6 separate regions of the Mus musculus genome follow, and regions 1, 3, 4, 5 and 6 are each linked to region 2. Evidence: chromatin contacts called from public Hi-C and HiChIP or PLAC-seq data. All regions are on one chromosome and are shown on one strand. The core of a region is the stretch at or near the end of the contact, and the rest is flanking DNA. Distances in the headings are between cores, read along the strand shown.

The links. Hi-C and Micro-C count contacts between places; a contact is called where the count stands out from the background. HiChIP or PLAC-seq counts read pairs in DNA pulled down with a chosen protein or histone mark.
Region 1: an H3K4me3 HiChIP or PLAC-seq map of forebrain shows a contact between it and region 2, with 3 times the contacts expected there. The contact joins the enhancer-like site here to the promoter of Zbtb18 in region 2. A contact is called at or near these places in 5 of 39 promoter capture datasets (the C10 cell line, the HPC-7 cell line, cranial neural crest and 2 more), 1 of 484 Hi-C or Micro-C datasets (cortical neurons), 12 of 115 datasets of contacts at active chromatin or transcription factors (the 230-238 cell line, astrocytes, bone marrow-derived macrophages and 8 more) and 3 of 9 other capture datasets (adipose tissue, embryonic tail and liver).
Region 3: an H3K4me3 HiChIP or PLAC-seq map of forebrain shows a contact between it and region 2, with 8 times the contacts expected there. The contact joins the enhancer-like site here to the promoter of Zbtb18 in region 2. A contact is called at or near these places in 10 of 39 promoter capture datasets (the 3T3-L1 cell line, the C10 cell line, HPC-7-derived erythroid cells and 6 more), 6 of 484 Hi-C or Micro-C datasets (CD4 T cells, cerebral cortex, cortical neurons and 2 more), 11 of 115 datasets of contacts at active chromatin or transcription factors (VIP interneurons, astrocytes, bone marrow-derived macrophages and 8 more) and 4 of 9 other capture datasets (adipose tissue, liver, macrophages and 1 more).
Region 4: a contact with region 2 is called in a Hi-C map of myocytes, with 4 times the contacts expected there. The contact joins the enhancer-like site here to the promoter of Zbtb18 in region 2. A contact is called at or near these places in 6 of 39 promoter capture datasets (3T3-L1-derived adipocytes, the C10 cell line, cranial neural crest and 3 more), 3 of 484 Hi-C or Micro-C datasets (muscle stem cells, myocytes and neural progenitor cells), 9 of 115 datasets of contacts at active chromatin or transcription factors (VIP interneurons, craniofacial prominence, double positive thymocytes and 6 more) and 2 of 9 other capture datasets (adipose tissue and embryonic trunk).
Region 5: a contact with region 2 is called in an H3K4me3 HiChIP or PLAC-seq map of the 230-238 cell line, with 11 read pairs. The contact joins the enhancer-like site here to the promoter of Zbtb18 in region 2. A contact is called at or near these places in 8 of 39 promoter capture datasets (the 3T3-L1 cell line, the C10 cell line, embryonic stem cells and 5 more), 1 of 484 Hi-C or Micro-C datasets (forebrain), 13 of 115 datasets of contacts at active chromatin or transcription factors (the 230-238 cell line, embryonic basal ganglia, embryonic forebrain and 10 more) and 5 of 9 other capture datasets (adipose tissue, embryonic tail, liver and 2 more).
Region 6: a contact with region 2 is called in an H3K4me3 HiChIP or PLAC-seq map of embryonic forebrain, with 4 times the contacts expected there. The contact joins the enhancer-like site here to the promoter of Zbtb18 in region 2. A contact is called at or near these places in 12 of 39 promoter capture datasets (the 3T3-L1 cell line, 3T3-L1-derived adipocytes, the C10 cell line and 6 more), 3 of 484 Hi-C or Micro-C datasets (cerebral cortex and cortical neurons), 13 of 115 datasets of contacts at active chromatin or transcription factors (the 230-238 cell line, astrocytes, bone marrow-derived macrophages and 9 more) and 2 of 9 other capture datasets (adipose tissue and liver).

The regions. Positions count from the first base shown.
Region 1 is chr1:177,124,616-177,128,646 of GRCm38.p6, reverse strand. All of the region lies in intron 2 of Akt3 (thymoma viral proto-oncogene 3), which reads left to right. Among named protein-coding and RNA genes, the nearest start is that of Akt3, 120 kb to the left of the region's middle. Within about 2 kb of position 1,861, at least 16 of the 459 cell types and tissues checked have an H3K27ac peak or open chromatin away from gene starts, as enhancers often do. A contact at or near this core is called in cortical neurons and forebrain, where this site is marked.
Region 2 is chr1:177,440,577-177,444,087 of GRCm38.p6, reverse strand. It overlaps Zbtb18 (zinc finger and BTB domain containing 18), which reads right to left and starts at 1,737. Exons shown (of 2, transcript NM_001355099.1): 1 at 1,493-1,737.
Region 3 is chr1:176,948,303-176,951,834 of GRCm38.p6, reverse strand. Sdccag8 (serologically defined colon cancer antigen 8) reads right to left here. Exons shown (of 18, transcript NM_029756.3): 15 at 3,446-3,532. Among named protein-coding and RNA genes, the nearest start is that of Gm15423, 9.1 kb to the right of the region's middle. Within about 2 kb of position 1,559, at least 43 of the 459 cell types and tissues checked have an H3K27ac peak or open chromatin away from gene starts, as enhancers often do. A contact at or near this core is called in cerebral cortex, cortical neurons, double positive thymocytes and 2 more, where this site is marked.
Region 4 is chr1:177,012,728-177,016,414 of GRCm38.p6, reverse strand. The region is part of intron 17 of Sdccag8 (serologically defined colon cancer antigen 8); the gene reads right to left. Among named protein-coding and RNA genes, the nearest start is that of Gm15423, 74 kb to the right of the region's middle. Within about 2 kb of position 1,979, at least 111 of the 459 cell types and tissues checked have an H3K27ac peak or open chromatin away from gene starts, as enhancers often do. A contact at or near this core is called in 3T3-L1-derived adipocytes, VIP interneurons, adipose tissue and 3 more, where this site is marked.
Region 5 is chr1:176,970,061-176,973,831 of GRCm38.p6, reverse strand. All of the region lies in intron 16 of Sdccag8 (serologically defined colon cancer antigen 8), which reads right to left. Among named protein-coding and RNA genes, the nearest start is that of Gm15423, 31 kb to the right of the region's middle. Within about 2 kb of position 2,376, at least 13 of the 459 cell types and tissues checked have an H3K27ac peak or open chromatin away from gene starts, as enhancers often do. A contact at or near this core is called in the 230-238 cell line and pre-B cells, where this site is marked.
Region 6 is chr1:177,148,032-177,151,966 of GRCm38.p6, reverse strand. All of the region lies in intron 1 of Akt3 (thymoma viral proto-oncogene 3), which reads left to right. Among named protein-coding and RNA genes, the nearest start is that of Akt3, 99 kb to the left of the region's middle. Within about 2 kb of position 1,251, at least 80 of the 459 cell types and tissues checked have an H3K27ac peak or open chromatin away from gene starts, as enhancers often do. A contact at or near this core is called in the HPC-7 cell line, cerebral cortex, cortical neurons and 7 more, where this site is marked.

The sequences.
Region 1 (4,031 bases), core at 612-3,111, 320 kb after region 2:
AGAAAGACTAAATCACGGAGCTCATGGCTTAGCCAGCACAGTATAATCTGTAAACTCTAGGTTCATTGAGAGCCTACCTCACAGGGCAGGGTGGAGAGTGATTGAGGAAGGTGACACCTGGCTTCACACACATGTGCACATATAAGTACTAATGTGTATATGTGTGTGGTCATACATGAACAGTATACTTGTATATGGACTTTAATAAAATTTCCAAGAGATAGCCTTTTTACTCATTTGGAAAAATTATGATATGAACCAGAAGGATTTTAAAATTTATTTCCCAATATTCATTATATTGATTTTTCTTCACTTCTTAATAACATTGTCCAGGCTAGGGGTAGAGTATATGCTTAGCATGCATGGTTTCAGACTGCAGTACCAGGGAGGGAAAAAAAACCCAAAGCTTTTTATACTCACTAAATATACCACTTAACTACTATTTGATTGAAACTACTTTTGATGATTTCTCTAGTGGCCACCTCATATTTAGTGGTGATGGAAAGTCAACATTTTTTTCTTCCTATGTCAGCATCATGGCTAAGGACATTATAAACAAAAGAAAATATATGTAGACATCTGTCTAGCATTAATTTTATTTAATTTAGACTTTGGAAACTAAGACTCAAAGACTTACATGTTTTTGTGCTGTAGGTACTCCCACCAAAGTTTCATTTTATAGTCCTGAGTGACCTGGAACATGTCATATAGGCTGGCTTCAACCTAACAGAGACCTTCCTACTTCATCATCCCCCATGATGACATTTATGACATGTGTATTAATGTAAAAGTAGATAATCATGGGAAAATATGATAGGTAATATGGGTAATATAATGGTAATAGGCTGGAAAGGACTGAACATGGCCTGTTAGTTGAGAACTTTCTCTTGAAACCTTCAGAGTTCAAGATTGTTTCAGAAATAGGAAAGACATTTGTCAAAGGAGAGACTAAGACCTGCTTTAAAGGAAAGTCAGAAAGTCTTTACTAGATTTAGTCCTGGCTCAGGGGAAACAAGCAAGAAAACATTGAAAATGGCCTTCTTGCTTTTACGTTTTCCTCAAATGCCAAGGTAACACATTTGGCTAAAATCCTTTGTTAAGCTCAGCTTTAATTTGTTTTCTGGATTGGCTTTGAGTTGCATTTCATTCTACTGACCAAACTTTTGGAATGGTGTTGCCCTCTGTGCTGTCAGGTTCCTCTGTGTTCTTATTTGCAGGAAGTATAATTTGGTATTTAATAAACATCTAGCCAAGGACTTCACACTTTGTACATTACGCCTGAATCTACAGGATTATATTGTTTATAAAACCTTAGTTACAAACTGTGTGCCTTATTCCCACTTTTTCATGTATTCAGACCAGGCTGCTCTCCTGAGAATTGTGTCATATTAATTTCACTGAAAATTATTGCCACCCTATGTGTTTTTTAGCCTTTACTTTTCCTAGGCTGACCTCAAGACAGTTGCCTATTTTCCTTTGTTCAGTGTTTGAGTTCTGTCTCTGCTTGAGTAGAAATCTTGGTCTGTTCCCTCTCTTTTGCTTTCCTTTACATCTTTACCACACTCTCAATCCATTCCTAGTTCTGCTGATTTTATTCTTATGTTCGAACCTATTATGTATGCCTCGAACTATTTTCCTGGAATGACTCACTCTCTTAGTCTTTGATGCATACTCTTAACTAGATTTCTGCGTCTCGTCTGTGCCACTCATGTTCTTTCACTTGTCTGTCAGAAGGATCTTTCTAAAATTACATCTTAACTATGCCATTCTCCCCAGGAAAACTCTGCCTTGGATCTTCATTGCCTACTGGATGGCATCCAGCTTCCTTAATGTTTCATACTAGGATCTCTTCAATCTGGCCGCTCCTTTCAGCTCCTGCTCCATGTCTCTTCGGCTCTGCAGTTCTGCTTCGGCAGTGCTGAGCTGTTTATAACTCCGTGAAAACTTTGCTGCTCTTCTGCTCTTTGTCTTGGCTTCTGGTTGGCAGGTCCTCATCTTCTATTTGCCTGTGTAATTTTCTTTTGTCTAATTAATTTTAAAATTTCTTTTCCTCATTGATTCATTTAAAACTATTCTTCTGCTTTCCTCAAACTGGGGTTTGGTGCATATGTGTGTATGTTTATCACCTTGTTTCTTGGTTATCTGGTTCATGAATAATATGTCTTACTTATTCGTCTGAGTTATTCAAGGTAAAATAGTTTAATCTTATAGAGTCTACATGTTATGACTTTAATAATTATTCTTGAATATCTGAACGCATACTATGTAAATTTCTCCTTTTTAGATAAGAAAATGAAGCCTTTGGAGTCGGTGATTTGTTTAAGGTTATCTTCCTAGATAATGGTATTTAAATACCAGGATTAAAACTATGTGATTCAAGGCTGAAGAGATGGCTCAGTATTTAAGACTGCATACATACTGACCTGAGTTCAACTCCAAGCACCTATGTCAGGTGACTCATTCCTGCTTATAACTCCAACTCAGGGAGAGTGACACATCTGGCATCCATGAGTACTTGCATTCACTGGAACATACCCTCCATACACATAATTAAAAAGAATGATTCTTTTATATAAAAAAAAAATCTTGCAGTACTCTGCTGTCATTTAAATGTTATTCTTTTCCCTCCCATCATACTAGGATCTTATGTTAGTCAGTGCATTATATACTTGTCCTGTTGTGAAAACATGCATAAAAGAAGCCACTGAAGGCAGAAAGATTTATTTTTGCTCCTAGTTTGAGGGGTTTCCTGCATTAGAGGTTAATCTTTTTGCTTTGAGCTCATAGTGAGGTACTGGTTTATGGTGAAAAAGTAGCACAGTAAAATGTTTTTTCTCATGACCAGGGAACAAAAGGAGAAAGGACCAGGTTCTTATAACAATCTTCAGGGATATGGTACCAATAACCAAAAGACACAGGTCACATCTCATGAAGTTTCTACCATCTCCCAAGAGCTCCAGACTAAATGCCAAACATTTAAAATGTGTCTTTGGAGAATATTTAAAATCTATGCAAGCATACCGTTTTCATCTTCAATTTTCATTGATTTAGAATATAAAAATCATTACTTACATTGTTGAGTAGCCATTGCATGTAGAATGGAAATTTATAAAGTACTAAGGGATGTGGATAACAACATTTGACCTTTATTCTAATTTGTGTTTATCAGATCAAATATGGACTCTGAATGAAGTTATCTTCAAAAAGCAGTGAAATAGAAATGTAATTTAGGAATTATTTTTAAGGATGGTATAACCATAACTAAAAATTAAAAGTTACCATGACTCATTTCTGTTAGTCATAGATTGAGAAGACATTGTTGAGAAATACATGCACATTGAGTTGAAAAATACCACTACAAACACATACTGTCACATGGTACTTTGAGTAAAGTAGTTTTTCTGTCCATTAGCCATGGTCTCTGATATTTTATATCTTTTTACTGAATTCTTAGATTATTAAACTTCAAAGAGGGAAAAATTCTTCTATGGAAGAGTGAATAACTGCCCAGATGTCTTTAGGTTCATCCTGTGTTTGCAAGGTCCCTACTTATTCTGTATGGTGAGAAGCAGGGTATGCCAGCACCTGTCTCAAGAAACTCCTCCTACAAGTCTGCCTTATGTGCTGCAAATATTGGTCTATCCTGAAATTGTCTCTTTTCCAAAACTTTTCTTTATTCTCTTTTATAAATGATAGGATTTCTACACTCCTAGCTGCCCCTCTTTTAAATGAATGTTTCCTATCTAACCTATTTTTTACTCACATTGAAAATAGAAAATTATGGTTCTTAAAACCACCCAAATGATCTTTATGGCTGAAGTTAGAGTCAGATTTCAGATTTGGAGACAAATAAGTTCATGGGTTAAATCAAAACATATGGAGAGAGAAATTTAGATTTAGCATTTATCTTATATATCTAGAAGGGTCATTAACTGTCTAGATAGATATGAATTATGAAAATTCAGAATAATTAAATTTTAAAAGTCTGTTGATCATTTAGTATCTAACATGGTACCTAGAGGATTATATCA
Region 2 (3,511 bases), core at 488-2,987:
CAATTTATCTGGATCTACCTCTCAGGAAAATAGTTCACACTGCCACCGTTAGTGCAAATTTCCACTTTCAGCATCAACAAACTCAAACTGCACTTCTGAAATACTGGAAAGTATTTTAGTTCAATGAGGCAAATTAATAAACTGACAAAACCTGCTACAGTCACTTAGAATGGTTGTTTGACCACACAGCTTGTCTTCCTGCTCAGAAAAGTCACTTTTGTCTTGCCCTTGGTCTCTATAACTTTGGGGAAAGGGGTTGTGATCACCAGGAGGGTTGGGAGGCCAAGTGTAGACTTTGGGAACTTTTTTTGGCTACAGTTTGTGGATCTTTTCTAATGGCTGATGTAATGTTAATGTAACCGGGGCTGGGTCGCTGGGTGCCCTGCAAGGTGCTGCGACATCTATGAATATCAGACACATCTCCACCGACCCTTGGGAGGTTGGAGAGTAGAAAAAAGAAGTTGGGGCCTGAGGCACAAGCGTCCCAACCCAGGCGACAACCACTTAGGCTCGCTTAGAAAACAGAGGCAGGGAGCTAGAGAACAAAACCCCAACTGTGTTCTGCTCTCGCTCACGAGTCACAAACCTAACTTTCTCTAACTTCGCGGTGAATGACACAATTCTGAACTCGTTCGGGAGGCACTCTGTGCAGATAGACACATTACTTCCCTGCCACACACACACCCTCTTTTCCACAGATGCCCTCGCCCCATTCCACTATATCCGACATTAATCACCCAGTTTACCCAGTGGGGTGGTGGTGGGGGTGAGTGACAGTTTAATGAGTCCCAAGCACCGCAATGGCCCGAAGACATCCACTCCACGGATCGACCCGTCCACCGCTACCGCGGACCCTCGGAGGTTCTGTGAGGTTAGGGGGTTTGTTTTTCAGAGGTGGGGGCAGGGTGCCCCGGGTGTGTGTGTGAGGTTCAGGGGTGGGAGAGGAGATGCAAATCTTCCCGCAGTTCGCGGTGCATAAAGCACTTCAGGGAAAGAGGAAGGGTGAAACCACGGGGAAGAAGGTGCAGGGCAGAGAGCCGGTGCAGCAGGAAAGCACCTTCCACAACGGCCGAGAAAACAGACCCCGGTCGCGGCAACAACAAAAGAAAAGTCGCAAGAAGCGGCGCGGCGACCGCTCCCCCGTCGCCGCCGCCGCGCGCCAGCCCCCGGGGCCTCCCGGCAACCGCAACCCGGGCGCCGCGCCCTCCCCCTCCCCCGGCCCTGCAGCTGCACCGGCCCCGGAGCCGCGGCCGTCCCGGGCGCTGCAGCTGCGGCGGCCCGGCCCCCTCCCCCGCCCGCCCGCCCGCCCTCCGCACCGGGAGGCGCCGCCGCAGCTGCACCGAGTCCGCCCCGCGCCGCAGCTGCACCGGCCGGGGAGCGCGGCCAGGCGAGGCGAGGCGAGCCCGCACCGCCTGCCCTCCGCCACACTAACTAACTCCGCCCGGCGGGAGCCCACGGTCGGCAGCGGGGCAGGGCGGGCGCGGGGACTCACACGGAGCGGCCCGAGTCGCCGCGTCCCCGCCGCGTCCTCCTCCTCCTCCTCCTCTGCCGCCGCCGCCGCCGCTGGACTTGTGGGCGTCCTCCGCCGGCCCCCGCCCGCCCGCCGGCCCCGGCCCGGGCCCCGCGCGCCCCCGCCGCCCCCCGCCCGCGCTGGCAGCCTGAGGCGCGCGGCCGAGCCACAGGGCCCCACTCTTTCAACGGCTCCCCATGGCAGCAGCCCAGCGGCGGCCGCAGCCTGCCAGACGCACGGGCGGGAGCGGGCGGGCGGGCGGGCGAGCGCGGCGCCGGGCCGGGGGGCGGGGCGGGCGGGGCGCGGGCGGGGGGCGGACGACGCACACGCACGCACGCGGCGGCGCGGCCCAGATGTGGCCCCGCCCGACCGGGCCGCCCCTTGCCGGCCGCTCAGCGATTGAGCGAAAGCGGCGGGCCCCGGTCTCTGGCCCGCCCCCGGCCTCGGTGGCGCCCAGTAGAAGCGCGGTGTTCCGGGAGGGCGGAGAAGCGGCGGGACTGACGGGGCAGCTCGACCAATAGGAGTGGCGGTCAGGAGCTGCCGCTTGCGCGCGCCAATCGCAGACGGCGACTGTTGGGTGGGCGTGGTCTTCTCGGGGAGGGGCGGAGCTCGCGGACCGCGGCGGCGGCGGCGGCGGCAGTAGCGGCGGCAGTGGCTCCCCTCTGGGTGACTTGGCCGTGAGAAAGTGAAAGGAGCCCGCAGGCGGCGGCGACAGCTGCGCGGGGAGGGGCCTGCTTCCCGGCTGGAGACAAGCGCGCTCTGGGGGTGTGGAGCGAGCGAGTCCGCGTGCACCGCGACGGCCATAAGTATACTTTTTCTCGGGGCAGGTGTCCCGGGGAGGCCGAGCGCGCGGGGCCGCAGCTGGCCAGGGCCAGCCTGGGGCCGCTGGGTCTGGCCCTCCTGCGGTGCTCGCCCAGGCCCCGTTCTCCTCAGGGACGCGCCGCCTCCGGCCTGCCGAGTCGGTCGCCAGGTGCATGCGAGCTACAAGCTCCTAGCGGCTGTGAGAGGCGCCTTTCCCCGGCGTCCTCTGTTCAAGTTGCAGCTGCGTTTCTTTTCACGATCCCCGCGTCCCGTCTGTACTCTCCGTGACAAGCAAAGACACTGCCCCGAGACCAGTCTTAGACCTTTCCAGTGAGATTGATACTTGTAGACGCTTTAGTCTGTTCCTTAATTGGTGCGTAAGGAGCCACGGCTTTGTAAGGAAGGGAGAGACCTTATTTTGTGTTGCACCTCTCTCCCTTCAGATAAACTTCTTCCTTACCTGTTCTTTGTGCCTAACCAGCAAAGAGGAAATGTAGAAAATTTCTGCCCTCAAGATAATGGAAGGCAAGAATAACACACAAGTAAAAAGTTGAGTAACAAGCAGGGGAGAGAATGATTCAAGACAATAAGAAAAGTGCATAGCGAGGAAGTCAACACACTAGTAATTGTCTAAATGAAATGTGTTTACTGTTTGCTATGTGAACGCTGACTGGCAAGCCTGGTTGCTAACCAACTCACCAGGAAACCTTGCAGCTGAGCAAAATCTGCTTTCTCTTTCTTCCAGGACAAACTAGTAAAGAAGTTGAAAGTAATTGTGTGGGCAAATCAGACATATTGAATTGCTAATGAACACACATACTACGCCAAGTTCCCAAAACTTTGATATTCTGTTGGAAACAGTAATGGTTTCTACTCTTTCCTCAAATCTCTTAAATCCTCATGATGGATGGGGGCGGGGGGGGGGGGGGAGGGCGGGGGGGGGAGGGCGGGCCTCAGGGGCATCCTCAGATTCAACCCGAATTTCTTACCCCCCCCCCCCCCGTGCTTCCCAGAAGAAAGACCCACTCTCAATTTGTTTAGACATTTTGGGAGTTTACAGGTGGTGTTTGTTGTAGTTTGATTTGGCTGTTTGAGACAGGGTCTCTGCATTAGATGGTCCTTACTGTTCTGGAACTCACATGTAGACTAAGCTGGCCTTGAACTCACACAGATCTGCCAGCCTCTGCCTCCCAAGGGCTG
Region 3 (3,532 bases), core at 310-2,809, 490 kb after region 2:
CAGGTTTTAGATCACAGTGCAAACGTGCCTGTAACATTTTAATGTGGATTTTCCAAATGTCTAGGGAGAATACTTACTTCTTTCACTTTGACAAAGAAAAATAAATTGTATCAAAGATATTTAAGTATATTCATTTATCTCCCCCAGCAACCTTGTAAGTATATAAGCTCTCAGTGTACTCCAGAATGTGGAGGGAATGGGTAGCTAAAGTTTATGTTCAACTAAAACCAGCCAGAATGTCTGCCTTGTGCCAATTAAAAACAAAATGGAATTAATTCTTTTGCCTGATGGTTAAAAACAAGCTATAAAAGATGCATGATATGAACCAGGATGTCAGTCTTCATTTTAAAATGGGACATGCCATTCCTAACCCCCGGGGGTTCAAGCACCACTACTTTCACAGTATGGAGTATTCACACTGCTAAGTACTGGGCTGATGGCTACGAAGGCTTCCGAGACAGACACAGTCTTCACTGTCATAATGCGATGTACAGTTTACTTGGGGAGAAATACACACACACACACACACACACACACACACACACACACACCACACCACACGCATGCACACATGCATGCACATGCACACATACGCATACAATTACAATACATTTTCAGAAAGCAGACTTGAAGGAGCCTGAGCAGAAGCAGGCTATGTGGGCCTGGTGAACCCATACTGCACTTCTCTAGTGACTCTTCATGGTTCTAGTCAAATGCCCAGATCTGTAAGTGAAAAAGCACATTTTCAATGCTCTGAATCCATTTGTTTAGTGTGGCCTTCTGAATAACGAAAAAGGCTTACAGAAATTTTAGCAAGGAAAGGGGGAAATATCTTTTTATTATCAACCAAAAAACCCCATGTTTTATTTTTATTAAAGATTTATTATAGTACTTTGAGAATAGCCTGGACCAAAACCACTACATGGATTAAATAATTACTCTGGAGCCTGAATTTCCCCAGTGAGAACTTTTAACCTCAAAGGCCATCAGAAATGACTTAACCCAAGAGCTTGGCACAGAGCACACAGACGTCACAGGTCTTATTACATTATGCTTTGGTCCTTTGGGGATGTATAGGTAGTTTCACATCAGAAGATAATATCCAAATCGAGTGTCAAATGGGCATAAAGGAGAGGGTGAAGTTAGGAACTGGGGGGTGGGGGGAACAAGGCAAGACTGAGGAGAAACGAAAGCATACAAACACGAGCCCTTAACCGCCACTCACTGCCTCTACTGCTATCTTGTGAAGCACAGAACAACTTTGAAACATATAACTCATGGCATGTTCACTACTTGGAAGGCCTGAGCTTTGAAGAACTCAAGAGAATTCTGTATGTTACTATTTGAATCCCTCAGACTCAGAACCAGGTGTTACAGCCTGACCCACTAAGTTGTGAGCGCCACCTTTTTTGGGTTCTGTTTAGCCCTACATATTTTCATCACAGACTTTTGCCCATTAGAAAATGTTACTCATATCTTGCCCAGTTAGTGAAGTTTGCATGAGCTGATAGATCAGCCCCTGTTCCTTAATGTGGGGTGAGCAAGCACTGTGCCGGGGGCTCACAGCTGTCTTCCCCAGCTGTGGGTTCCTCTGCAGCCCAGCCAACCACAGATGGAATGCTGGGTCTATACTGAGCACGAGTATTTTCCTGTGGTTAGCTTCCACCCAGTACAGTTTAATAACTCATCTCATAGATTTACATCGTATTAGCAACTATAGGTAACCTAGAGAGAATTTCGACTATGTGGGAGAGGGTTTAGGGTGTTGCTCGGTGCTGGGCTACTAGACTAGCAAGTATTAGGTCCTGGGCCTCATTTTTAACACCATAAAAATAAGAAATAAAATTAAAAAATGAAATACGTAGGAAAATATGAACAGGTTCTATATAACTACTACATTGTTTTATGTTACAAATGTGAGCATTTGTCATTTGTGGCTTTGGGTGTGGTGTAAATCCTGCAACCAACACCCTGAGGTTGTCAAAGGGTGTGTGTGTGTGTGTGTGTGTGTGTGTGTGTATACGAGCGCATACTTGTGTTTCTCATTCCTGTCATTAAATGTACTTCTAAATCCTATAACCATTCTGCAACATGACTTTAGAGGCACTTTTACAAAGCTGAGGTTTAAGGAGACCGGGCAACATGGTCAAGGTTACATGTACAATAAAATGACTGACAAACCAAGATTCTAATCTGGTTCCTTCTGAATCCCAAAGAGTTCTTTCCTGAACAGTGCTTGTCACCCACAAAGGAACAGGCTGGCACCAGGAGTCAGACCAGCATGTGGAGGATAGCAGCACACCTGTTTTCCCACTCATTTATCACTCATTCAATAAATATGCATTGGGTGCCATCTATGTGTCAGATAGGAAGGAGCATGTTTCGTTTACAAAGTAGCAGTCGGGCCTGAGAGGTACGGAGGTTCAAGTTCACTAGACTAGTATCCTGGGAGGCAGATTAAAGACGGAAAGCAAGGGCCCAGAGACATGTTACAGGTTAGCCCTAGCTCTCGGTCTAACAATTACATCCCAAGAATGTCTACTTTTCTACAGGAATTTAAAGGTTAATTTTCCCTCCCTAGCCTTTGCAATGCTCACCTCTCCTCTCCTTCTCTTTTAAGAGGCAGACTCTTGTTCTGATGCCGAGGCTGGCCTAGGACTCCTCGGCTCAGCTCGGGAAATTCTCCTGCCTTCCCCACTGCAGGTGCATGTGTCTCTATCCAGCAAGCCTGAACTTTCTTTAACAGCAACTATAAATATCACCATGGCTGTAAGAAAGACTCTAGACACTGTGTAACAGCAATACGTAGGCCAAGCCGCTAACTCTCCTACCCACAAGCTATTCAAATGATTATGCTTTTTATTCATATGTAAAAAAAACCTAATTACTTTTGTATGCTGCTGTGAAAGTTAAGAATGTATTATACCAAGCGTGTTTTCTTCCTCAGTGTCCCAAATGACTGGCCTTAAAGACAGCTTTTGTGTGTTCCTGAAAAACTTGGAAATAGACTAAAATGCCATCGCCTATATCAACAGAAGATTGTAGAACTGCTTGACTTATTTGTATCCTTTATTATGCTAATGGTTATCTTGGCCTTTGTTCCTGATTTTCATGGTTTTAAGTTATAAACACTATAAAAATCCAAGTACGTATACATAACCATGAAAAAAAATATCTAAGTTGGGTTGCGGGAGTAGCTTGGGAACAGTGTGCTTGCTTACCATACAAGGCCCCGGAGTCCCTCCTTGGGACAGAAAGGTTGTCTAGATGGACAATCACAAAAATATGCACACAGAGATACCTGGTTTCTCAGAAAACTTATATCAATGCATGGCACATTTTAGTAATAAATTACGGTAGAGTAAAAATGCAATTTTAAAGCCAAATTTTAGCTATCAAATAAAAATATTCTAAAGACAATGTACAATGTTACCCAATCACCTACCTGCTCTTTAGTGAGACCTTTTCCAGTTTCTTGGCTAACAAGCAGCATTCTTCTTTTAATTTTGTCAGAAATGTGTTCTGGGATGTC
Region 4 (3,687 bases), core at 730-3,229, 430 kb after region 2:
ATATTTAGCTCCCTTTAAAAACTTGATTGTGAATTTATATTGCAAAATATAATGTCTAACTCAGAAAGCAGAAAGAGGAGCAATGCATCTGAAGCAATGTAAAATTCAACATTTTTTACCCACCATGCCTACTCTGGAAGTACACAGCCTTGGACAAAGGGAGCTCTTAGAACAGGCCTCTTAGGTGAAGTCTAGTGTGCTCCTCAGTATTAGTGGCAAACAAGGCGCCTAGATGAACTGCTAAGCTGTGTGCTGTTTCAGCTGCTTGGGGAGGTCCCCATGACTTCCCCGTGATTATGTTAGAAATGCAGCCCAGGGTCTTATGTCATTCTCTAAAAACACCCAGCAGCAGGGAGTTAATGACATCGTAGCTGCATATGTTCAAGTTGATTTAAAAAAATATGCAAGTCACTTTGGTTGACAGTGTCTTGTACACAGTTTTGAAAGAATCAGGGCAAACTTTAACAGAGTCAGTTTTTATTTGAAAAATATTTTCTGGGAATGTATCAGTGTTTATTTTTGAGACTGACAATTCGGGTGAAAATCAGGATAAAAACAAAAAAACAACAATTTGGTTGAAATCAAATTGTTTGTTTTCATCTATTTAGAATTCTTTCCAAAAAATCCTGGTTCAGGAGGAGGCTTTGTAAATTATTTTATTTAGTCTATTTTCTGTTCCATTCATAAGACACCATCTGTCTTGCAGGTAGTTAACTGTGTGTGGGCCCTGAAGTCAGCTAGGCAAAGCCCCTGGGCTCTAGAAAGGACAAGATAAGAGTGACCATCTCTAGATCCCCACTTTGTCTCTCCACTCCCCACCAGCCAGTGGGTCTGGGCTACCCTCACTTGAGCTGCCCATCTCCAGACTCAATCCTGTGTGTGCTTCTACTCACAAGCAGGCCTCTCCACCCCTCCCTAGGATTTGCCTCTCATGCTTATTTTCAACTCTATTCAATGAGTCCTTGGATGTAATGAGATAATGTCGATGATCTTGAATATAATCACATATGGCTGCTCGATCCTTGCACAACTTTAAATCAAATTAGAAAGTACATTCTCTGCCAAGAATGCTTAAAAGTCATAGGGCCAACTGATTAACCACTGACACGGCAGCTTCCGACTCTGTTTTCTAAACTGTGAGTGATTCATAAGAAGGGACTCAAAGGGAATCCCTCCCCAGACTGAATGCTGAGGACTGAACAGGCAGGCTGCTCAGGGTGACAGCTATTGCAGGATGCCAGGCAGCTGAAACCAGAGTCATTACCCAGTAAGTAACTCAAGCCCATCTTGATGGAAGAAACAGCCCTCCCACTGGACAGAGCGTTTCTGTTCTCTTCCCTCTCCTAGACCCATCCTCCCCAGGAACAGAATCCACAATTTCCTCGCCAGCTGGCCCCACCCTTCCTGGCCAGATGTTACTCTTTGGGTTTAGGCTTCTGACCCCAACTCTGCTCCAAGCTTTGCCCAGTCAAGCCTTGCCCCTGGGCCCCATGGTCCTTACCCACAAGCCACCTCCACACTACCACTATGGCATCTCTGGCAAGTCAGGCAAGGAGAGAGAACAGGGATCTAGTCCAGCTCTCATATCAGAGTCAGGCTGAGAGGGCTACCGCCAGGGTAAGACCAAGACAGCACGGTCATGTCCACATCCTTCCAGTGTAAGTGAAGAAGTTAGGAAAGCCACCATTTTTAGTCAATCCTGAGGAAGGAGCATACTATAAACCAGCTGGAGGATTACCCTGCACCCTGCATAGTCACTTTCCTACCACATGGCAGCTGTGTAAGCTCTCCAGCCCAAAGTGGCATTGGTACATAGTCACTTACAACCAGGACAGGTTCCCTTCATGGGCAAGAGACTGTGTGTGACTCAAATCTAAACAGAAGCCATTTAGAATAATCAAGGCTTAGAAACAAGGCATTTCCTGTTGGAGGCCACCATTCTTTCTCTGAGCAGGCCAGGGCTTAGGAAATAGAGCCAATCTGAAGGACGTGACTAAGCTCCCAAGCAGCTGTCTGGGTCAGAAAATACCCACTCTCTTTTGCGTTCTGAGCAGACAGAGATTTTCAGAGTTTGACATGCAAAATTAAGCTATTATGCTTAATTCATCCAGGCAGAGAAAATGGAGGCCTTCAGCCACACCACTGCCACACTGGACACAAAGGCATCTATAAGCCTCAGATGCCCAGAAGTCCAGGTGGAGACAGGTCAGAGCACAGCCTTTCCCTCCATAGCGCTGAGGAGCCTCTTCCCCAACCAGATACATACAGTCAGTCAAACTTTGACTTGCTTACTTCAAGGATTCCACATTTAAAAATCAGTTTACAATTCAGGTTTATTTTGGGCAAAAAAATGATTCACATTAGTCCCAGGCCACCAAGTGCCAGCACATGGAGACCAGTGTAACACTTGTGCCAGAGTGGACTGGGTTAGAGACTGTGCAAAGAGCTTGCAAAACCTCCAACTGCTCCCAGCATTTGCAACAGGGAGCCATTACCTCTGCCAAATTTCTTTCGCCGTGGTCATCTTAAAATAACACGCAGGGTAGAATTTCAATATAAAAAAGCCCCATCAGAGATGCTCCAGACAGCAAGGGGTAGACAAGTCATTTGTGTTGCCACTGGCAAAGGAAGACCTTTTTCCTGCAATATTCTTTTAAGTGCAGTGAATTTGGAAATTCTCAAGCTTTTAAAACTCAGGAAAAGGCTTCTAAAAATACGTGTTCCATGTTAAGATCTGTGTGTGCCATAAAAAAAGGGTGGTGATTAGTCCAAAGGCAAAGCTCACCATGCCATAGATCCCAGTCCATCATATGTCACAATAGCCTAGTTACCAAAGGTGGCTCTGGTGACTTTGGACTTTGATGAACCAAATCTCCCTTGGACCTGCCCACAGACCTGGGTTATGACCAAAATCCAGTTCCTCCTCTAGGAGATGGACTCTGCACTGAGCCCTGAGCACAGTAGAGATGGTGGTGTCACTGCTGGCTCCATGGGAACTTCTCAGGAAGGGGAGAGAGTGACCTCAAGTATGGGGCACTTCAGGCTACCAAGTTCCTAAGATCCCACTGAGCAAACCACTACCCTAACATGCCCAGTTCTCTTAATTCTCATGCAGCAGATGAGGACAGAAGCTCAGGAGAGCCATGGATGCCTTGGCCAAGGTTTTCAAACGGAGTTGTTTCTGGCTACAATTCCAAACTAAGAGGTTCTTTCTGTCTTTACAAATTACCCCAATAGCGTATAAATGGAGGTGCCTGGGTTCTGCTTCCAGACATGCCTGGAGTGTCGGGAGCCACCACAACTGGGTGTTTTACACACATTCCAGATAGTGGTCAGTGTATTGTCAGACCCTGCTGACCTGTGCCCTCTAGCCCTCCAGTGCATACTTCTACCATTGTGTGAGCCCTCTGCCCAGTGTCCAGTTTGGATCTTTCACAACTGTGAACTTGAAGCAATTTACAGGACTGAATAGGCAGAGTTCAAGGCAGGTCAAGATTGTCAGCTCAAGGTCCTTTCGAATGGAGAATAAGAAATGGTCTTTTTTCCTTTCACTTCCAGAGGCTTCCCCACTAACCACTGCAAGCACCCGTATACATCCTTATCTTCACAGATTGCTTAATGGGGCAAAACCCCCAGAGCCTCTCTGATGTGAGGAGAAGTTGCTGAGAAGAACAGTAGTTTGTGCCA
Region 5 (3,771 bases), core at 1,127-3,626, 470 kb after region 2:
TCTCCACTGGCCCAGCTTCTGGGCAGGATGAGGCTGATATTCTTTTTTTTTTCTTTCAATTTTTTATTAGATATTTTCTTCATTTACATTTCAAGTGTTATCCTGAAAGTCCCCTATACCCTCCCCGCACCCTGCTCCCCTACCCACCACTCCCACTTCCTGGCCCTGGCATTTCCCTGTACTGGGGCAAAAAAGAAACAAAGGCGCTTGTGGAGAAGTCAAATGTCTTACTATGTTTTAAGCTTTCACTTCGACTACAGCAGAAGTGCTCCAAATGGGTCACCACTTCCTCTGATGATGAGATGAGCCAACACTTCCCATCCCTCTCAAAGGAGTGTCACACACACCTGTACTCCTCAGGAAAAGGCTACTGCTGTCAAGCATGGACCGGCACTGGTGCTCTCAGCAGTAATACTATTCTCAAAACCAGCTTTGTTTCTTCCCAAGTGTGGTGATGCTACTTCTATTAAAATAATTAAATACTTATTTAACTCAGAAATATAACTGCTAAAATACTGATTCTATGAAAACAAAGAGGAATGGTTTAAAGATTCAACAAAACTGGATATCCCACACACAAAGAAAGGTGTGCACAAAATAAATACAAAAGACTGCATTGAGAGGGCCACCAAATGGCAGATGCCACACATGCTGCTTACCAAATGTCTGTGTGACTGCAGTTTATTTAGGAAAATCAAAATTGAGTCCAGCAAAGATGCAGTTTGGGTGTGGTCTATCTGAAAAAAAAACAAGCAAGCAAACAAACAAACAGACAAACAAAAAAAACCCAAATAACATTGTGCTTAGAACAGGTTATCCAAGTACAGAGAAACATGTCTCGACTCTCTGTGTTTTACACAGACTCCTGCCCACCCAGTACTTCTCTCTTGCTTATTTGCACCAGTCCAGAGCACCGCTGCACCCTCAGAGCTCACAGCTGAGGGAGTGAGGGCATCAGAGAACACTAGGCTAGAAGTCAGAAAACAGACTTCCCTGGCAGGCCTCTGTTTCCTCATGGACGGTGTGCATACACTGAGAACAGGGCTGAGGAGTGAGTGTGGGAGACAGGAGCACAAGAGAGGCACAGAGTAGATAAAAAATATTTAGGGGAGAATATAAAAATTATTGACAGTAAGTAAAGTGGAGGAAAGTAAAATAATTTAGAAATGTTCATTAAGAAGAAAATACAAAATTAGCCACCTATATAAAATGATTAAAATGAAATTTAAGTTTTCAACATAAAATACTTGTTTGAGAATGAAAAGGAATCTACTTTATTATATCTTAAGGCTCTAATGATATACGAAAACTTTTGTTTAATAATAATGAAAGAATTAAAACAAAAACAAAAACCCAACAACAACAAAATGAAACTACTTGTCTCAGTTTAAACTCTAAAACGAATCCCAAACACAGCCACAGCCACAGCCACAGCCACAGCCACAGCCCTGGCTGGACTCGCAAGGACAGTGCTCCGATGCAAATCCAGGAGCCATAGAAGACAGAGACCTGATGGATCAGAGGGAACAAGCTACCAAAGAAACCTCCATCAAGTCTTTAGTTCTCAAAAAGAAGCAAACTGAAGTTAGGTCGGGTTCAGTGTGAAGCAACACCTCACAAGGCCTGCCTACAATAATCTGGACAGACAGATAACAACAGAGCATTTCATACAAGTTTCACAGGAACTGCTTTGCCCAGCAGTGAGGCTTGTTAAAATATGGGTTTTTAGGTAGAAAGGAAATTAAGAGCAGATTAAGTGAACATCTCGTTCACTAGTGACCAACTAAAGCAGCACCTTAAAGGCATTCTATGCTGACATCATTGCCAACTGGACTCTGCACAAACATCGGCCCTGCATCTAACCTCCCACCATCCTCCAGCACCGCCACTTGCCATTCACGCAGAAGCAAACTAACCCCATGGGATATTAATTCATATGCTGCCTGGAGTCTATATACATTTCAAGTTTCTTTTATAATTCAGCTATTCTAAGAGTCTCAAAATATTTCATTAAAAATTAATGTGTTATCCACACAAATGGCAAATATTGAAAACTAGGAATATAAATAAAAAATAATAAAAATAGTAAGCCTACTAATACTGAAGAGGAAGGGAGACAGGAGGGGGAGAGCATGCGAGAGGAAGAGAGGGCGATTTTAAACATCCGGTTTCTATTCTGGACCATTCGTGGAAACAGACAGACACAGCAAGTGGAGGCCAAATATATCCCTTCTCTGACAGGATTTGTTTTCTATCTTGTCATTATTTTTTACTGCATTCTTCATAATAATATTTCTGCAGTGTTCTAGATTTGCTGACTGACACACCAGCCTCTTTAAGCACTCAGAAGGGAGAAGAACCACAGTAGCTTGAGGCAGAGCCGCAGCTTTGCCAGGCTGCTTTGCAAGGCTTCTGGCTGGGGTCTGAGGCTTTCCCTGGAATGGCTTTCCACACAAAGGCATGCTACACGGGATGCTGCCCCGTGTTACACATAGTTTTCAAATTCCCTTCACCTTCTTTCTTAGAATTCAACATACAAGCCCTGGTCCATGGCAGCAGGCGAAGATGACTGTGTCCGGTTCACTAAGGCTGGGAAAGACAAACAAAGCTCAGCGCGCGGTTGCTGACTGTCCTGTCCGTCTCACAAGAAGTAGCTCGGAGCAAGTAGCAAACATGCTACCATCTTCTGTGCCCATACTCTGCATTAAATAAATGGCTCTGAGAAGAAGTCACAGTTTACCACGCAGGCAGCACCACGGCCCTCACTCGATCCTCCATTGGAATCTGCAACAGAGCTGCACTCCATTCAAGAGAATGCAGGGAGGAGTCTGAAAACATCAAAGATTTGTTTAATACTGACTATAAAAACACCCCTTTGCATCAAAATAAGTGTCCCTCTTTATTGCACTGATTATTTTCTATAGAATTTAAATTGTACATAAAATTATAATCGTGCCTTGTTTTATGTAAATTGATTGTCTCAATTATTGGGAAAGGATTGGAATGTTAATGGACTATTTGGTTGGAGACATGCCAAGCAAATCAGCAAAAACTCTAACAGCTCTAAGTGGAGGTAGACAGCCAAACATTTACATAAATTAGGGAGACCAACGTGGTCTCAAGAATCGATCTTGCAGTCTGAAAAGAGAGGGAGCTTTTCTCTAAGATTAAATTACCTTTAACATTTAATGTTAGAAAGTTCTGTGAATGGAGATTCTAATTTGAATTTATTTAAAACAAACAAACAAACAAAGAAAGAAACAAAAAGCAGGAGCCATATCTGTAGAAGAGCACCTGCAGCCAGCACTGTCCCCTTGCCTGCTGCATACAGAACAGGTTAGCTATGAAGAGCAGGGGTGTCTCCTGAAGACTGAGGAGGAATAGAAGGCCCTGTGGCATCGCAACATGCGTGGATGCTGCAGCCCACTTGATTAGCTGAGGGAAGACCACCTCAGGAAACTGCTGCAGACACATCCCAGCCTTCTGTCACATACTGACTGTCTGACCTATCTCCTTGACATTCATCTGGTATCCATGAAGTCACATACTGAGGATCAGGGGTGTAGGCAGACATTAGCGTTTTGATACTCAGATGGTCACATGGCTTTTACAATTAAGGTATAGCCACGGATGCCACAGCTATGGTCATACATCTGCCTCAGACTGTCAGCCGTCTAGATGACTTCCACAAACTTTCAGCATCAATGCTGTAGATGTAGGTGTAAATATTACCTCTGGGTAGAATATGACAAACTGGTTCCTTTACAGCAC
Region 6 (3,935 bases), core at 2-2,501, 290 kb after region 2:
AGGATTCCCATGAGTTCTAGTTGAATAGTATGTGTTTAGAACATAGATGATAGTAGTTAGGTAAACACACTATCTGAAGAGGAACATTGATCCCATTAAAGTAAATTTACCAGTGTTTAAACCAGTAAACTAATGGAACATAATTTTCTAGGTTTTTATTTTTTTTGTCAAAAGAAAAGTTGGATGTTAGAGCTTGATAACAGTTTATTAATGCTGTTAAAGTCTTTTTTTTTTAAGCAGTGAGATGTTAAAGAATTTTGAAGTGGACAAAAATATTAGAGTGTATCTATATCTAAGCATAAATATGCTTATTTATATTTTTATAGTTTATACATATCAAGCATAAATTATATATGTATTTGTGTGTGTGTGTGTGAGTGAGTGAGTGAGTGAGTGAGTGAGTGAGAAAACTATTCTATACTGTATTTTGTCAGTCTAGAACAGTGCTTGGCACAGTACTATGTAATAGCAGAATTTCTAACAAAACAAAACAGTTCTAGGGCACATAGAAGGAAGTGTTTCTTCTAGGTTTACTAATATGTATGAGTGAGAGTTCTATGTGCATTAATGAAATTAAACAGATGAGATTAGTAAAAGGTCATTCTCATGGAGGCCTTATCTCTGAGGTTGCTGTAGAAATCTTATCCACTATCATACTTTATTTTGTTGGAATTTTCTGAATTACTAACAACTTAAAAACACTTCAATGAACTTGTATTTGTTAAGTTTTTTTTTTTTAAGAGTTAAGAAAGACACTTTACAAAGTGGACTCATTGTTTAATTTTGTTTTGCATTTTACTAGATTGCTGTGCTAGGCCAATAAATTAAACCTAGGCAGTTCTGTTGCTAATTACACAAAACTTCTCTTGGTATCAGATATTCAAATCCATTTTATGAATATGGTAGAGAGAATAACAACTGTAAAACAAAGCAGTATGCATGTAAGTGACTGTTAGCGTGCATTTCAGAAAGGATAAATGCTCACCATATGGTACAATTACTGTGTCCAAGTTTTCAAATTAGCTTCTCTCATCCTCCTTATTACTGTCTTTAAAAAGAGAGGAAAAAAACCCAACATGATTTATCTACTCTGCAACAGAACTCTTGACGCAAAACAGCAGCCCAGTTCTGTCCAGTTTTTTTTTTTCCTTAGCATAATAGAGGCTGTCGGACTTTTTTTTTATACTAATTACTGTGTGAGCCTCAGATGAACCCCTTCAATTCACAGGGCTTTGTTAAGGGAGGAGCTGTCAATGTGTCTGCCCGTTTGCAGCTGTGCTGTGGCTTTAGCTTGCTTAACATTATGCTGCTTTTTAGACTTGACAGAAGGGATTTTTTTTTTTTATTAAGGCAAAGCAGCCTTGTAACGAAATGGTTTAAGCAGCTGCATTGTAGGGAAGCACAAAGAAGTTATTATTGTGTCTGTTTTGGGGGGGGGGCGGTAAAGGGGGAGATATTCGGCTGCTGTTGATGCCGATTGTTGACTTGCCATCTGCCAGATAGGGAGAAGAAAAAAATGACAGCTCCAGCAGGGTGTTCAAGAGGTTGTTTGGAGAGACGCATAAACATGTGCAGATGTCGAACTGAATAATAGCTAGAGCTGGAGACGGTTTATGATGCTGCTGATGTTTGTGCATATACAGAATGAATGTATGTGTGCATTTGGTTAACCAAGGGTACATACTAATTATCATTGTTTTCCTGCATGTCCCCCTCCTCTGATTTTGTTAATTAGTTTAGGAGTGTAATACTTCCTCTTCCTTCTCTTGTTCACGTCTAAGCTTTAAAAAAAAACTTTCTTAAATGGCAATATAAACTTTCTTACTTTTCTACAAAGACAGTAGAAAACCCAGTTCATTAATGTTTGATGTGAATTTCTAACTGGTAACAAAAACTTTTGATTAGTAATCTTTTAGTTCAGTTACCATCTTCTTAATGATTCCACTGACAATTTAACTGGGCAGCACTTAAAACTATCATTTGAAAGTGGGTTGATTTATTCTATAGTTTACTACTAGAGTAACTTAATTAACTTAATATCACATTTATTTTCTTGAGTAATTCTATAAAACTTTAAACCCAGATGTTCCCTGTGCTGCAAGAAAGAGAGAGAGAGAGAGAGAGAGAGAGAGAGAGAGAGAGAGGCAGAGAGACAGAGAGAGAGGAGGTGTGAGTTACATTGGCCTTATTTTTAAAAATAATATTCTTTCTCTTTGTTTTTGTGTCTTTTAATGGCTGGAATCCTCATCAAGCATTAATGAGTTGATTTTTTTTCCCCCCTTGGCCTTTTGTGGCATTAGGTCTTAGATTTTTGAATATCTAGAATCCTCTTAGGTACATATGTAGAAGTAAGTGTATTTATTCAAATGTTTTCCTTTCATCTCAGATAATTGAATGATACAGTGATGTTATATAGAGGTTTTCCAAGTTTTTTTTTTTTTTTTAAGAATACTTCAGTTTTTGGTAAAAGTTGAATAGCAGTATGAATGAAATGACTAAAAGAGAGAGCCTCAGTTTTTAAATTTCCCCTTTAAAACTCTGTAGGAATTTTTAATTAAAAAAGAAACTGCTAGAAGAATTAATAAGAAAGATTGCTTATTTTGAGTTTTGGTATACTCTCGCCATTTTAAACATGTAAGGTCTTGTTGCATATTTGTTAAGTAAAAATGCCTGAAGTGTGGTTGAAAGGCCGGCATCCTGATAGCTTTAGGTCCATGATAATGTTTTTCTGAAAGGGTTATTTTCTACTCCTCATAAAGAAGTCAAGTCTGGTCTTTCTAGGGGGAAAATGTATTTTATTTTCAGTTTCTTCTCCAACAACTCTAATCTGTGCTTGCTGAGAAAGCATAGTCACCCGTTTCACTGGACCTCTCCTTTGCCTTTGTATTTCATTAGGAAATGTAGAATTATGCACATATTATTTGTAGTTTCACACTCAGTCCTGAGACCCTTCCTAACTTTGGGACAAGCAACTGACATTTTTCACATAGAGTTTTTGTTAAATTGAGAGTGTGATTTGCCAGAGGTCAGTATGTTAATGAGCAGCTGACTAAAGCAAGCTTGAGGAAAGCAAACTTGTCTGTCCATGCTGTAGTAGTCACTTATTTGCTCATTTCTTCAGAGCCATGTAACAAACCTTAATACAGGCCAGTACACATAGAGACGTGATTGAAATAGTAAAGGCAGATTAATTTTGAAGTTAAAGGGACTAGATTTAAATATCACTTAGATATGTGAGCTTATAAAAGTCACTTAAACTGTTTGAATTTAGTCTACAAAGGAAACAATAGCTGTCATTGCAGGAACTTGAAAAGACTAAGTGAAATAGTACAGTTAGCATTTCGGGAACAAATTCAGGAGTGGCTGTTAGTATGATTTTATTTTCATTAGGTGTTAATGAAAGTCTAGAGATCATAGATACAGCAGTCAAAGTATTAAAGTGTTTTATGGGAAGTAAGTACACAAATTTCTAGAGGCTATGTTAAGGGAGTAGTCACAGGTAGGAGATTTTTATCTTGGAATCCAGTGTTTAGTGACTTATTGTTGTTCCATAAATCTGGAGGGAAATAATCTGTTTAAAGAGAATGTGGAGAAAACTGTTAAACGTAATATTTTAGAGATGTATTGTTCACTGATAGTTTCATAATTTATATATTATAGTCACTTGCCTATTTAAAAATAAGTATGCATTTGTTAAAATACATTAAATTACAACGTCTTTAATAGTAATCTTAAATTATTTTGGGGGTATGTTTTTGTCTGCTATTGCAAATACTAGAACTGAACAAATAACACTAACAATATTGTTTTATCTCCTGAGGAAGTTTAAAACATTATTTGATTGTCCAAACTTTTTATTTTGTAAATGAAAAAAGCTGTCAGCCCCCACTCCCCCCTTGAACAGAAGTGTTTCCTTGGAGGAATTAAGAAGAAAT